Regions from separate parts of the Mus musculus genome. Here all the other regions are linked to region 2. Evidence: chromatin contacts called from public HiChIP or PLAC-seq data. All regions are on one chromosome and are shown on one strand. The core of a region is the stretch at or near the end of the contact, and the rest is flanking DNA. Distances in the headings are between cores, read along the strand shown. Region 1 overlaps Bicc1 (BicC family RNA binding protein 1). Region 2 holds the start of Phyhipl (phytanoyl-CoA hydroxylase interacting protein-like). Region 3 has its middle 32 kb from the start of Gm33704.

What was found. HiChIP or PLAC-seq counts read pairs in DNA pulled down with a chosen protein or histone mark.
Region 1: a contact with region 2 is called in an H3K4me3 HiChIP or PLAC-seq map of forebrain, with 4 times the contacts expected there. The contact joins the enhancer-like site here to the promoter of Phyhipl in region 2. A contact is called at or near these places in 1 of 15 datasets of contacts at CTCF or cohesin (the NIH/3T3 cell line), 4 of 115 datasets of contacts at active chromatin or transcription factors (embryonic forebrain, embryonic limb bud, forebrain and 1 more) and 2 of 9 other capture datasets (adipose tissue and liver).
Region 3: a contact with region 2 is called in an H3K4me3 HiChIP or PLAC-seq map of embryonic stem cells, with 11 read pairs. The contact joins the enhancer-like site here to the promoter of Phyhipl in region 2. A contact is called at or near these places in 1 of 39 promoter capture datasets (embryonic stem cells), 4 of 484 Hi-C or Micro-C datasets (cortical neurons, embryonic stem cells and spermatogonial stem cells), 10 of 115 datasets of contacts at active chromatin or transcription factors (embryonic basal ganglia, embryonic forebrain, embryonic hindbrain and 5 more) and 2 of 9 other capture datasets (adipose tissue and embryonic stem cells).

What each region holds. Positions count from the first base shown.
Region 1 is chr10:70,992,368-70,995,067 of GRCm38.p6, reverse strand. The region is part of intron 3 of Bicc1 (BicC family RNA binding protein 1); the gene reads left to right. Among named protein-coding and RNA genes, the nearest start is that of Gm24486, 110 kb to the right of the region's middle. Within about 2 kb of position 1,412, at least 21 of the 459 cell types and tissues checked have an H3K27ac peak or open chromatin away from gene starts, as enhancers often do. A contact at or near this core is called in forebrain, where this site is marked.
Region 2 is chr10:70,597,948-70,600,647 of GRCm38.p6, reverse strand. It overlaps Phyhipl (phytanoyl-CoA hydroxylase interacting protein-like), which reads left to right and starts at 1,357. Exons shown (of 5, transcript NM_178621.4): 1 at 1,357-1,643. The coding sequence starts at 1,541.
Region 3 is chr10:70,324,496-70,327,195 of GRCm38.p6, reverse strand. No RefSeq gene overlaps it. Among named protein-coding and RNA genes, the nearest start is that of Gm33704, 32 kb to the right of the region's middle. Within about 2 kb of position 1,440, at least 12 of the 459 cell types and tissues checked have an H3K27ac peak or open chromatin away from gene starts, as enhancers often do. A contact at or near this core is called in embryonic stem cells, where this site is marked.

The DNA of each region.
Region 1 (2,700 bases), core at 163-2,662, 390 kb before region 2:
ACAGGGCACTCTGGGGATCTGCGTCACCCTACCCTCCCAAGTTCTAGTGTGCCCTGGAAAGTTGACCTCAGGTCCTCATGCTTTACAAATTGATTCATCTCTGATGCTGATGCTGAGTTGTTGAACTTCTGGCACAAGACTTGTGGGTGACTTAAACAGTTTTTTTTTTTTTTAAATTGCCGTAATAGTATGCCTTATGTAGTTTGGCTTGATCTGCTTAAAGGGTTATAGTTTGGTATTATTAAATATCAATTGATTGTGATCAACATTCCTTTTTGAAAAATATTCTTTCTTCTGTTATTTTCATCCAAGTTTGAGGGAGGTCTCTTGCTAGACAAAAGCCACCCGGCCTGAAATGCTTACGATTATCCTGGAGAGGCAGTAGAGACACCCCACTGCTTTGAGAGGCTTAAAACAAATGTCAAATGGACACGATGAGAAACAATGGTATATTAGTGCAGAAGGTACCTGTTGTAGGAGATTGATTTAGTCTTTACAAAGAAGTCATTTCTTTTTTAGGCTGACAAGGGCGAGGGGCACTCGGGAGGCAAGTGTTGCTGAGCAGGGTCAAGAAACACATGTACATTTAGGGATGCTGGTCCATGGACAGGAGCAGCCAGAAGGAGTTTCAACATAAGGTGACTTGGGGTCAAGGCAGGTAGGAATTTTTCTATAAGAGTTCCATCTCTAGGTCTTTCAGTGAGTCCTGCTGTGGTCATTCGTGAGGAGACCATGAAGACTCAGGCTGGTTAGATGTGCACAGGGTTCCCACTGACTGCAAACCTAGGCCTCTTCTCATCGCTCTGCTTTGAATTTGTATATTCAAAGCACTATGTGGTCTTTCTGTGTGCTGGAATTTTTTTAAATTAAAAAATAATATATATATGTACATATATATATATGTATATATCTATATATACATATATATATATGATAATCGGCAGATAAGGCTAAAGGAAGAGACAAAATTAACTGACTTTCATCTCAAAGGTAGATTTTTAAAAAGCATCTGTAGAAACATATTCCAGAGTTCTCAGCTACAGTCTGCTCGCATTAGCTTGAGAGCCAGCACAGTGTATATTCCTGTTTCCATGGCTACCTGCTAGGCAGCCAAATCCCCCGGGTTATATCAGAATTTTTTCATGAAAAGGCAATTCAAGGCTTTTCAAAAAGTCGTCAATACTATTTTTTTTAAAGCAGATGGGTTATACATTGTTGTAAAAAAATAAATAAAAGTGGTTTTACTACAGCCTTGATTTCCAAGTTATAAATGAAACCAGAGTTGAAGGCGATGGGTTTTAATGGGTTTGATGTTCTGGCATTTAAATGGTTTCTTCTAGATGGTCTCTATGGCAACAAAACTTAGTGCAAGTACCAAGTATCAGATCTACTGTAAAATATTCATGCCACAAAAATTCCTTTCATCCTCATGTTACCCCAATAAACGAAGGCAAAAATGTAGCTTATTCAAAGTACTATGTGGGCAGATACTGTAAAATCATTTTAAGGGCTTACTAAAATTACAATTATAAGTGAACTCTTAAATTGAGTAATGATATCAGGCTGTGTCATATTCTCAAAATGATGTTTTCTTCCCTCAAAAAAAGTATTATTTCAATTGTTCGTTGGCAGACTCTTCTTTTTTTTTTTTTAACCGTAGAAAAACTTAACACATTGGTGGCCGCAATAGATGGTATTTCTGACCCTCCTAATCTCCAGGTGGAGTTTGGGCTTTGGCACCACCCCCCTCAGGTTCCTGCCACCTAGCTTCATCTTTTAGCCGAAACACAAAATAGCTATATAATTGTTAAAAGATAATGGCTCTTTTTAGAATAGACATTTTAAAACAAAAACCATTTTTTGTTTTTTGCTTTGTTTTGTTGTCTTAGTTCAATGGCCAATGTAAAGTGTGTTTTTTACAATTTGCTTTAAAAACCAGACAGCTATCCAGGCATAATGGATTCATTTGGGCGTTGGGGGAGAGGGTTAGGGGGTAAAAAATCTCATTGTCTATGGAATCTTAATATGATTTTTTAAATAGCAGTGATTCATTTATTGTCTACTGGTTTTGCTGTTGGTCATGGGGCAGGAATACATTCTTACTATTACATTTTGTGATTCACATTTTCAGTTCTTGGGTAAGAAGCCATTTGCCAGTAAGACTCTGTCAAAGTCAGTGCCTCTCGTCGGGGTTCATTGGGGCTTGATACAACATGCACTTCTGCATTGTTCGAAGGACACAGATCGCTACGCTCGGCCCCTAGATTTGGCCAAGAGTGGAACACATGGAGGTGAGAGGGGTCAGTGTTGAGGGATCACTCTATAGGCTAAACTGTAGGATGTGGGCAGCAGATGGAACTGGCTGGCCAACTAGAAGAAATGAGTGGACTGAGCTATCTTGAGAGTTGTCACTAGAGTTTATATAGTCTGTTGTGACTTGATTTAGTCTTGATGGACAGCTTTATTCCCTCCGTCAATATCATGGCTCATCTTTTAATGGTTCTGGAAGCTTCCGGTTTTAACTATAAGATGAGCCTGTCTTCCACTGTGTCACATCTTTCATGATTTTAAGTCTTACTTTACAGGCTGGAGAGATGGCTCAGCAGTTAAAAGAGCAGCACCCTGCTCTTGCAGAGAACCCAGATTTGATGGGTATTCCTCAACCACCTCTAACTTCAGCTTCTGGGATCCGGGATCCGT
Region 2 (2,700 bases), core at 108-2,607:
GGTGAATATCAATGTTTGAAATTGGAAAATGAGTAAACATGGAACATAAATTATTACCAATAACTATAAATAATACAAGGGGGAGAGGGGCTTCTTTTGATCCCGTGATACCAAGAAAAACAAAATAACATTCCGAATCAGTAAATGAGAACAGAGGCCAACAGGCTGTCATCTATATAGGCTTTATTTTTAAAACCTTTGCACCATCAGAGTGCACTGAAATATCTTAGGTGCTCCTGAAAGCAATGGGGCGTGCAAATATGGCCATCACTGGAAGACCACAGGTCCCCCTTTCATTTTCTAGGGTAACAAAGAACAGGTGATGTGTTTCAGCCTGTATTTTTCAGTCAGAACAATGCCGGGCCCAGGGAGAGCACTGAAGACTTGTTTGTTAGCTGAGTGGGTGAGGAGGCAAGCTGACAAGTGGCTGTCACCCGGAAGCTGCCTCCTCAGCAGCCAGCCGCCAGCATCCTGTGTAGCCTCACCTGTCCCGCAGCACCGACCTGAGTTCGCGCTCGCTGCCCGGTGCAGTCCTCAGGTGGCCGCTCATTGCTCACTGCGGGGCCTGGTGAGGAACGGCGGCTGGGCGCGCAGAGCGGGGACCGGGAACCCTAGGCGGCTCGGGCCTCAGTTTCCCAATGTGTGTTCAACAAGCAACAGGCGCGCGCTCGCCTCGCCGCAGCCCGGGGTGGCCGTCCGGCTCTACCTGGCATTGTGAAAAGAGCCTAGCCGCCATCGCCGGGCGAGCGCGACGCGCCGAGCAGCTTGCCACAGCCCGCGCTCCTCGCGCGCTCCATCCTCCTTCGCTTCCAGCGGGAGAAGGCGCGCGGGAGAGCCAAGCGAGGGCGCGTGCGCGCGGCAGGCGGGGTCGGGATGCGCAGGGAAGCAGTGGGGCGCGCATGCGCGTGCGCGCGACAGGCGCCCCGGGGGGTACGGTCTACGCGCCCGCAGGTAGGTTGCGGGTGCGCGCCCCAGGACAAGGGCAGCGATGGAGGCGTGTCAGAGCGTGGGCGCGCCACTGGCTGGGAGCGGAGCCCTAGAGAGGAGAGCGGAGGGCGCGTCCGCGTCCGTGCGCGTACGCGCGCGCGGCAGGTAGGGGGCGGGGTCCGCGTGCCGTAAAAAAGGGGCGGGGCCCTGTGCAGGCAGGTAGGCGCGACCCCGGACCCCTGTCCTCCGTGCGCGTGTGCGCAAGGGCGGGCGGCAGGCAGGGGGCGGGGTCTGCGAGAGGTAGGAAAGGGGCGGGGCCCGGGTGCAGGCAGGTAGGCGCGTCCACCGCCAGCCCCGCCCCCGTGAGCGTGCGCGGCCCTCCCTTCAGGCGAGAGCGCGCTCTTCCCGCGCTCGCGCCGGCCGGCGTTCAGTCTACGAGCCGCGCACTCGAAGGAGCTTCTGCCGCCGCTGCCGCCGCCGCCACCACCACCGCCGCCGCCGCCTCGGCCGCGACTCCCGACCGGAGGTTGCCCTCGTCCTCAGCCTTCTCAGGCCTTTCCCGCCCTTCGCCCCGCCGGCCGCTGGCGCCTGGCTTCGACGCGGGGTCGCGAAGATGGAGGTGCCGCGCCTGGACCATGCCCTCAGCAGCCCCAGTAGTCCGTGTGAGGAGATCAAGAACCTCAGCCTGGAGGCCATCCAGCTGTGCGACCGTGATGGTGAGGAACGGAGGCACCGGCGGGAGACAAAAGGACGCGGGCGGAGGTGTCCGGTCCCTGGGAGAGGGCGCCTCTCGGGTCCGCGGGAGAAGGCTGCTGGAGGGAGAGGGCGCCTCTCGGGTCCGCGGGAGAAGGCTGCTGGGGGAAGAGGGCGCCTCTCTGGTCTTTAGGAGAGGGCGCCGCTCAGGTCCGCGGGAGAAGGCTACCGGGGGAGAGGGATCCAATGGGTCCGCGGGAGAGGGCTCCACTGGGGAAAAGGAACCGTTCGGATCCGCGGGAGAATGCTCCGCGGTGGAGAGGGCGCCTCTCGGGTCCGCGGCCCGGTGTTGCCTATTCTGCAGCAGGCAGATCTTGGGTCTCCCGACCAGGGACTTACCCGCCACCGCGAAGGCTAGACTGGATAGGCTTGAACAAAAACTTACCCATTCTCTTGCAAACCTCTGAACCCCAGGAGTGTCTGTCTAACTGGGGTGAGCCTCCTAGTATTTTAGTCGGGGACAGAAAAGCTGCGTTTCAGCACCAAGGACAGACACTAGGCTCTTGGTTCTGGGCAGGGATTATGAGGCTGTCAAAAATCCGAACAGGATATTGGTCCTTCCTCTACGTTTGCTGAGATTCGGTGTGTGTGCAGCACACACCATTGTGTGTTGATGTGTCAGTACTCTATTGTTAAAGTTGGCAGTCTACGAAAAGGAAATGACTGATCACAGGGTCCGAGTGTTAAAGTGCTAGCTAGCTAGTACTCTGCAGTGTGGGCACGGCGCTGTGTGTTGGGCTAGTTAGAGTATCAGTGTTGGGCACAGAATGGTGTGTTGGGCTAGTTGGAGGATAAGAGTTGTTTCAGTGATTTGGAATAAAACTTCATTTGTAAAGAAGTCGTCTGATTGCTGATTGGCCAAATAATTGTTAAATTCTGCATATAAAACCGGTTGACATGGAAATACGATTATCAGTGAAAATGTTCAACTGTATATGAGTAATAGCTATAGAACATTTTAAAAGAAAAGTTATGAGAGCTATTAATTGGTGCACGGTAAGGTCATTAAATGTAGCAGGA
Region 3 (2,700 bases), core at 191-2,690, 270 kb after region 2:
GCCATGGTTTGAATATGCTTGACCCAATATTAGGAGGTATAGCCTTGTTGGAGGAAGTGTGTCACTGTGGGGGCTGGGCTTTAAGACCCTCATCCTAGCTGCCTAGAAGCCAGTCTTCTCCTGTTTACCTTCAAAACAAGATGTAGAACTCTCAGCTCCTCCAGCAAGTGCCATGCCTGCCTGGATGCTGCCATGCTTTCTGCTTTGATGATAATGGACTGAACCTCAGAACCTGTAAGCCAGCCCCAGTTAAATGTTGTCCTTATAAAAGTTGTCTTGGTCATGGTGTCTGCTTACAGCAGTAAAACCCTAACTAAGACACACTTTTAACTACTTAATTATTTACATTGTTCCTTGAGCTCCCTACCTCCAAAAAATTTTAAAAAGAAAGTTTTTTTTATTTTGTTTTTGGTTTGGTTTGGTTTGTTTTTGTTTTGTTTTGTTTTGTTTTGTTGTTTTTGTTTTTTGTTGTTTGTTGTTTGGTTTTTTTTATTTTTTTGGTTTTTGTTTTTTGGGTGGTTTTTTTTTGTTTTTGTTTTGTTTTGTTTTGAGACAGGTCTTATTATGTAGCTTGACTGGCCTGCAACTGTGCTATGTAGCCAAGCTGGCCTCACACTTAAACAGATTGATCTGCCTCTGCTGCCTAAGAGCTGAAATTAAAGGTGTAAGCCACCACAGCCCCCCAAAAGATTATAAAGTGTAACCCTCCACCTTTGAATTATGATGACATTATAATGATAATCAGGGTAAGTGCCCCCTTATAAGCACACTCTCTTTGTAACCTCAAGGGTCTTGAGCAGAGACATTTTTGTCTTGGCTTCATTATCTTTTCTCGAAGTCTAAGTCTCTTTCAGCCCCAGCCTGCCTTCCAGAAATACCTGGTTCATGTAAGCCATGGGCGGCCGGTTTACAACAGTTGTGCTAAGCTTTGCCACTCTGAGTCATGGGGGATTGAAAGGTTTCTCTAACATTCCTTCCACCTCTACAGCTGTCCATAATCCCAAACAAAAAGACTGATCTTGCCAGCCTGGTCTACAGAGTGAGTTCTAGGATAGCCAGAGCTTTACAGAGAAACCCTGTCTCAAAACAAAACAACAACAAAAACAAAAAGAGGAAGAGGAGAAGAAGGAACCAACGAGAGAGAGAGAGAGAGAGAGAGAGAGAGAGAGAGAGAGAGAGAGAGAGAAAGAGAGAGAGAGAAATCTTTTATGAATGCAGAACACAGAGTAAGGGAAGCCTACAGGTGATGGTTTCATGGACTAGAATGGTTATTGTCACATGAAACACATGGCCCTGTTGGAGTTGAGGCTCTCCCTTCCTCCAGCCTTCATGTCTTCGTAGCCATAGCATTCTGGTCTAAGAATTTACATCTTTGTCACATTAGTCAAGACGCCCATTGTGCCCTTCCCCCAGCCTTGAGTAGGCCAAACAAACCCAGGATGGTTTTACAATTTAGCTGAAGTGGCCTGGCCTCCCTGCATTTGCAACTTCCTACAGGAGCTTTGAGGAGCTGACCACCTGCTGAGCTTGCTTTGTAACTCAATCCAGCTGAAACAAAGGATGGGTCTGTGGGCTATTCCTATATAAACCCAGTGCTAACTAAATATTAAACTTAGAGCCTTGATCAGAAACTTTGTCTTGGCTTCATCCTTCTCTCACCCCCCCCCAATCCTTTTTCATTTCCAGCCTCCCTTTCAGGTACCCAGTTTATCCTCAGCTGCTGGACAGCAACACCCCAACCTAAGTATGTTGACTTTTTATTTTGAAATTGTACTTGCTAAGACAGACTCCTTGACTTCCTGTAATGCTCTCCTCACCAACAACTCAGATGCCCTCAACCCATATGATGACTGATCCAAGGACCCTTCCTGACCAGACATAATTTCTTGCACTGAGGGTAGAATGGTCAGGTAGTGAGAACTGTGCCTGTGTGACTAATACAACTTTTTCATTAGTCCAAAGTGAACGACACAGGGGCCTGGAATTTCAGCCATATTTTCTGAGGATTCCTATTGTAACCTAAAAATTAGGAATCTAAGGTCACTGGCATATCCTGAACCCTAAAGCTCTCCACTATGGAGGTCTTTCCCTTCAACAATCTACTACTACACAGAGTTGTACTTCATGCATGTGGCTCATTATCCAGCCCTTATCTTCTATGGTCACATCGTCAACAGTATCCTCACATCTAAATATTACCTCATTTCCTATCAAGTTCTGCATCATTACAACCCCCTAACTCACTACCATCCCACCTCCAAAGCTACAACCACTATTTTTAACACCCACCATGATCACCTTCCTGCTGCCTGTGTCTCTGAGACACACCTGAAGGTGTCACGTGAAAGGAAATAAAACTGTAATTCATGTAATGTATGTTAAATAGCCCAAAGAGTTGTTTCTGAGCTTTGAAACCTGGGGCTGAGAACAGACCAGGACATGCCCGGGCAAGCCCATCGCCTCCCTAGCTCCCACCCCTCTGACCTAAGTTAAATGTTACAGGCTGCTGATGTTTAAATGGACCAATCATGTGAAACCGCGCCAATTCCTCCCCCAGCCCCACTCCTTTTCTATAAAAACCCCTAGCTTCCAAGCCTCGTGGTCGAATCCACTGTCTCCTGTTATGTGAGATACGTTTCGACCCGGAGCTCCGCCATTAAAAAACCTCTTGTTGTTACATCAAGGTGTTGTGTTCTATTC